Linked DNA regions of Mus musculus: region 1 is linked to region 2. The links are chromatin contacts, called in public HiChIP or PLAC-seq maps. All regions are on one chromosome and are shown on one strand. Each heading gives the region's core, a stretch centred on a gene start, on an enhancer-like site or on the middle of the called end of the contact. The rest is flanking DNA. Distances are from core to core; before and after follow the strand shown.

The links. HiChIP or PLAC-seq counts read pairs in DNA pulled down with a chosen protein or histone mark.
Region 1: a contact with region 2 is called in an H3K27ac HiChIP or PLAC-seq map of embryonic stem cells, with 14 read pairs. The contact joins the promoter of Lincred2 here to the enhancer-like site in region 2. A contact is called at or near these places in 1 of 15 datasets of contacts at CTCF or cohesin (CD8 T cells), 8 of 484 Hi-C or Micro-C datasets (the AML12 cell line, cerebral cortex, embryonic stem cells and 2 more), 9 of 115 datasets of contacts at active chromatin or transcription factors (cardiomyocytes, embryonic stem cells, fetal liver and 2 more) and 1 of 9 other capture datasets (embryonic stem cells).

The regions. Positions count from the first base shown.
Region 1 is chr4:119,049,616-119,052,315 of GRCm38.p6, reverse strand. It overlaps Lincred2 (a long non-coding RNA gene), which reads right to left and starts at 1,310. Exons shown (of 4, transcript XR_868064.2): 1 at 1,082-1,310.
Region 2 is chr4:119,007,495-119,010,194 of GRCm38.p6, reverse strand. No RefSeq gene overlaps it. Among named protein-coding and RNA genes, the nearest start is that of Gm12865, 11 kb to the right of the region's middle. Within about 2 kb of position 1,439, at least 66 of the 459 cell types and tissues checked have an H3K27ac peak or open chromatin away from gene starts, as enhancers often do. A contact at or near this core is called in cerebral cortex, embryonic stem cells and forebrain, where this site is marked.

The DNA of each region.
Region 1 (2,700 bases), core at 61-2,560, 42 kb before region 2:
CAAGATTGTCCTTAGGGAATGCTCGCAGAGATGGTGACCATCCACCTATTTTAGATTGCAGGGACGGAAGTCATGCCAGTGGTCTGGTCAATGTCCTTGTGTCTATTTCTCCTCTATTTGCATAACCCTCCTACACACACACACACACACACACACACACACACACACACACACACACACACACACACACGGAAAGACTTATATATATTTGTTGGTTGAATGATCACAACTATGTTTCCCCAGGTTAAATATTTCCACTTCCACCTCCAAGCCACCACCCTCCATTTTTTTTTTTTTTTTTTTTTTTTGAGCAACTGTGCCTTTTCAGAAAGGACTGGTTGGCATAAGAGAATGATGTATGGATGCTTACAAGTTAATAAACAGAGGCATTCCTTTTTTTTGTTTGTTTTTTTTTGTTTGTTTTTTTGGTTTTTTTGTTTTTTGTTTTTTTTTTTTGGTTTTTCGAGACAGGGTTTCTCTGTGTAGTCCTGGCTGTCCTGGAACTCACTCTGTAGACCAGACTGGCCTCAAACTCAGAAATCTGCCTGCCTCTGCCTCCCAAGTGCTGGGATTAAAGGCATGTGCCACCACTGCCGGACTGGAGGCATTCCTCTTACAAGCATCCTTTCCCCTGGCCTCCTCTGCCTTGTCTCTTACAACTGCACAGCTGACATCCTGATAGAAGACAACAAATGCTGTAAAGGTGGTCTAGCCTGATCCCAGCACTTGGGAAGCAAAGGCAGGCTGATCTCTAAGAGTCTGAGAAACTCCTGATCTTTGTGGTAAATTCCAGGCCAGCTAAGGGCTACATAGTGAAACCCTGTATCAAAACAAGAAAGCAAATAACAAGCAAACAGCAAAAACAGAAACGAAGAGGGAGAAAAAGCTCGGAGCCCTGTATTGTGTAGAGGAGGCTGAGTGGGGACCAGAAGCCAGGCAGGGAGGTGCAGGTGTGTAGGTTCCCACTTCTGGAACCAGTTAGGGCAGGTTGCAAGTCCCAGCATCTCTACTCCAGGGCTGTGTGACCTGGCCAGGCTGTGATCTCCCTGAGCCTGCCTCCTCATCAATAAATAACACCTACCTCATACCTCCATGGCAGCTGAATCTCAAGACAAGACCTGGGGTGCTGTCATTAACAGATAACCCAGCACAGAGGGAAGGCTGGTAGTGGAGGTGATAGAGGGAGTTAGGAGCCCTACCGAGATGGGAGAGGCTGCTCTGTAGGGAGGAGCCCTGCTCAAGTCTCAGCTCTTCTGACAGGGGGTCACCTTGCGCAAGTGGCTTTCCTTTCCTGGGCCTCCTCTCCCTTATCTGACACAACAGAGGGGGAGGGTATGCTCTTCCTGAGGTGGCTGGAGGAATTTGTTGAGTGGGCAAGAACTCAGAGAGTTCCCAGAGTGGTGATGGGTCACCTCAGCCCATGTTTGTTTTCTGTCTCTTCACAAGTAGCATGGATGCTTGTGTCTCACGTGAATGGGGCAAGCTGGTTCCTGTGGACAGACACCCAGATGCGTCACTTAGGAGGTGAAAAGGGGGCACATTCAACTGGGAAGCAAGGACTGTGTGCTTTCAAGCAGGAACAGGTGCCCTAGGCCTTCCTGCCTCCCCCCTCCCCCACTTCTTCACAGTGTCCTTACTTTAGATTTGGGACTAACAAGAACTCACTCAGAACAATGCCAGTCCATGATTGGATGCTCATTAAATAAATAAATGAATGTTATAGAATAAAACTCACTCATTCTTTTCCCTGTTAACCAGTGGACATAAGTCATGAATCCTGCCTTTGTGAATAATTTAAAATTAACAAGCTAGGCATTGGGCCATGACTCACGCCTTTAATTCTAGCACGCAGGAGGCAAAAGCAGGTAGATCTCTATGAATTTGAGGCCAGCCTGATCTACATAATGAGTTCGGGGCCAGCCAGGGCTACATAGTGAGATCTTGTCTCAAACAAATAATTTAAAAAATAAATACATATCAAGCCTAGAAAATGCAGCTGACTGAAAAGAACAGAACCAGCTCCAAGAGACTTAAACACCAGCCAAAGAGCTTACAAAGACTGGACCTAGCCCCCATCTCCAGCCCAACCTACACAATGTGGAGCAGCTTGGTCTTCATGCAGGTCCCCCAACTACTGGAGCTGGGGTTGTCCCTGACAACTCTGTTGCATGCCTGTAGATCCTGTGCTCCTAACTGGGCTACGTTGTCTGGTGTCAGTGGGAGAGATGAACCTAGTCCTGCAGTGACTTGAGGTGCCAGAGTGGATTGGGACCCAGGTGGGGACTGTCCCCTTCTCAGAGGTGATGGAGGAGGGGCGGTGGAAGGGGGAGAATGGTAGGCGGGGCTGCAATCAGGATGTAATGTGAATAAATTATCCCCACCCCTGGGGGAGGGATAATCATTTGTTATCTGATTCTTTTTCTACCTTTTCTTCAAGACAGGGTTTCTCTGTGTAGCCCTGGCTATTCTGGAACTCACTCTGCAGACCAAGCTGGCCTTGAACTCAGAGATTATCTGAACTCTTCTAGGCTCTCTTCTAAGTAAATCCAGTTAAATACCCACCAAGAAGCATTGTTTCCCAGCTGGCTTTCTCTTCCTTTTCACTTAACATTATGTGGGGCTGGAGAGAGGGTGTGGCGGTTAAGGGCACTTGCTCTTCCTGCAGACCTTGGGTTCACTTCTCAGCACCCACATGTTGGC
Region 2 (2,700 bases), core at 190-2,689:
CTATCTATGCCCTTCTAGGGTGGTGCTGGGAATCTAGCTCAGATACCTAGTTGGAAGTGGGCGGAGAGAGCTAGGTGGGAACCTCTCTCAGAGACCCCGCTGTTCCTACACCGTGTGTCCCCAAACAGCCTGCAGGGTGCTGGGCACCCAGCCAGGAAATCCGGTGCAAACCCTTGAAGCTGGCTGGCCTGGTGGAGGTGGGTTGGGCACCATCAACGTGACCAAAGAGTCCCCCCTGGGACAAGGCGGCTTCTGTGCAGTCCCAGTTGATCCCTTGGGGCTTCAAATCCCATCCGGCTGACTGGGCAGCGTGGGAACAAGTGGTATGGCTGGGGGCCTGTGGGTATGAAGGTGAGGGGCCCATGGGCTGAGAGCTGTACTCTGGACAGGGCTCCCAAGTTCCCAGTTAATCGTGAAGTTTTCATCAGACAGGGAAAAGCTGTATTATCAACTGATTTGTCCTAGCTCCCTGCTTGGTTAAAGCCATTACCTGAAATTAGGCACCATAATCAACTGTTTCCTTGAGAGTTAGATAGCATTTTATTCCCAATTGATAAACCAGAAATGAGAGGCTCAAAGAGTTCAACTAAGGTGGAAAGCTAGCTGGGTCTGCGGCTCTCTTCTGCCCTCCCCAAGCATGGAGTTAAGTGCAGGCAGCCAGCTAGCACGCTGGCTTTGCTCCTAGGTGATCACAAAACAGCTAGAGGGAAGCCTGCAGCACAAGGTTGGTGTGTGCTTAAGGTCTCCTTCCTGGTCTTTCTGTATGATGGATCCCATAAATGTATTCAGTCAATCTCTTGGTTAACAGCCATAGGGCCGGAGGGAGGAAACCAGATGAGAGCAGAGATGTAGGAGGAGAGAGTGGATTGGATGGAATCAAGGAAAGGGCTTCCCAGAAGTCTCTCTACTCTGTCCACACAGATGGAATGTCAGGACCCAAAGAAAGGGCCACAGTGGTGGAGATGTGCAGAGATCCACCCCAGCTCCTGGGAACAGAATAAGGAATTCCAGTTGCTGTTCTGGAACTAAAGGCCCGTACACATTCCGCGTCTCTTGTTTGTTATAGATGAGACAGTTTGGGATGGCAGAGGCATGGGGGTGGCCTGGGGTGGGAACGTGCATCTCTGTGGTAGTCTTATCTGTGCATGCCTCTGAGAAGGGACCTGCCACATCTTTGGAGCAACGGCTGGACGTGGCTCTGCGGGTCTGGGACGCTTCACCTTATTGGCATCTTTGTGATCTCTCCTGACCCCCGTGTTTCTGGCCAAACTCTTATCTGAAAATCTTGCATATATCTGGGTTTCTGCCCCTATCCCTGCTTTTTCTCCAGCTCCAAAGAATGCCGCTGTCCTGCCTGAATATGCAGAGGAATGTGGAGGGCAAGGGGAGAGGGTAGCACATGGCCCAGGCTGTTGGCCTACTGGCTATGGAAAACTACTGAGGCCTCCTGGAGCCCAGCAGGCCTGGCCAGACAGGCTCAGAGCCAGGCTCCACAGCAGTCGCTCTTCCAGGCCCCTCCCACTCTTTTCTCTGCAGCCTGGGGACCTGCTGAGATGGGTCCTGTAGTAGGCAAGCGAGCACGGCCTTTCCTCCCACCATCAGCCAGAAGGTCCGCCAGGCCTCTGCCCCTCCCTGGGCGTAGGCATCCCTGGGGGCAAAGAGAAGGGAGTGGGTTTTTTTTTTCCTCTGAAGTCCTTCCTAGGCCTGACATTCTCTTCATTCTGTGAAGGTTAAAGGACAAGTCTACCTTTGTTTCAAGGGCCTCCTGAAAGCAAGAATTCTAGACTCTCTGATCAAGAAAGGTTCCTTATGATAATCTGGTCTTACTCCCCCCCATGTTCTCAGATCCACGGTCTCCCCAAGTTAGCCCTCCATCACGGCTCTTTCAGCACAGGCAAGAAAAGCCGTTTTGTTTGGCTTGAAGGATATAAACGTTTTGACAGATGGAGGTAGGGTTGAACTGACAAGTACTTTAGATGGGGTGGGCGTAGGTAGGCAGGGGAGGGGTATGGCCAAGAGACAGAGCAAAGGTGGGTGGGTAGGTGGGGTAGCTGAAAAGGGTTTGAGCTACACAGAAGGGTTCTCAGATCCCGGGAGGATGGAAGGGCTGCTAGCCTATGGGTTGTTCTGCTCAAAGAGCCAGCTATGGATGCACAACAGGGTGGGAACTCTTGTGGCTAACTGTGCAAGCCTGATCCGCTCCCTTCTGTATGGTGCCCCTCTCGTCTCAGCTAAGAACAGCCTGTCTCTCTCGGGGTTGTGAAGGGTGAATAAGTACGTGAAGTCTAGGTACAGCCCTCCATATCTGATGTGGTGTAGGACGTGCTCAGTCACAGACACACACAATGGCAGGCCTGGCACTGGAACACATGCCTGCAGTCCCAGCAGGAGGCTGGAGACTCTGAAGGTCAAGGGTCAAGGTCATCCTCAGCTGTAGACTAAGTCTGAGGTAAGCCTTGGCTACCTGAGAACTTGTTTCAAAACTGAGGCCTTGTCTCAAAACCAAAACAAAACAAAGCAAGGGTGTGGAGACATGATGGCTCCGTGTTAGAAGTGTTTGCTGTTCCTGCAGAGGGCCCAGATCTGGGTCCCAGCACTGCCATGTGGCTAGCAATCTGTTGTATCTCCAGTTCCAGGGTATTTCTGACATTTCCTTTTGGCCTCCTCAGCCTCTGTATACACACGGTGCACTTACACCCA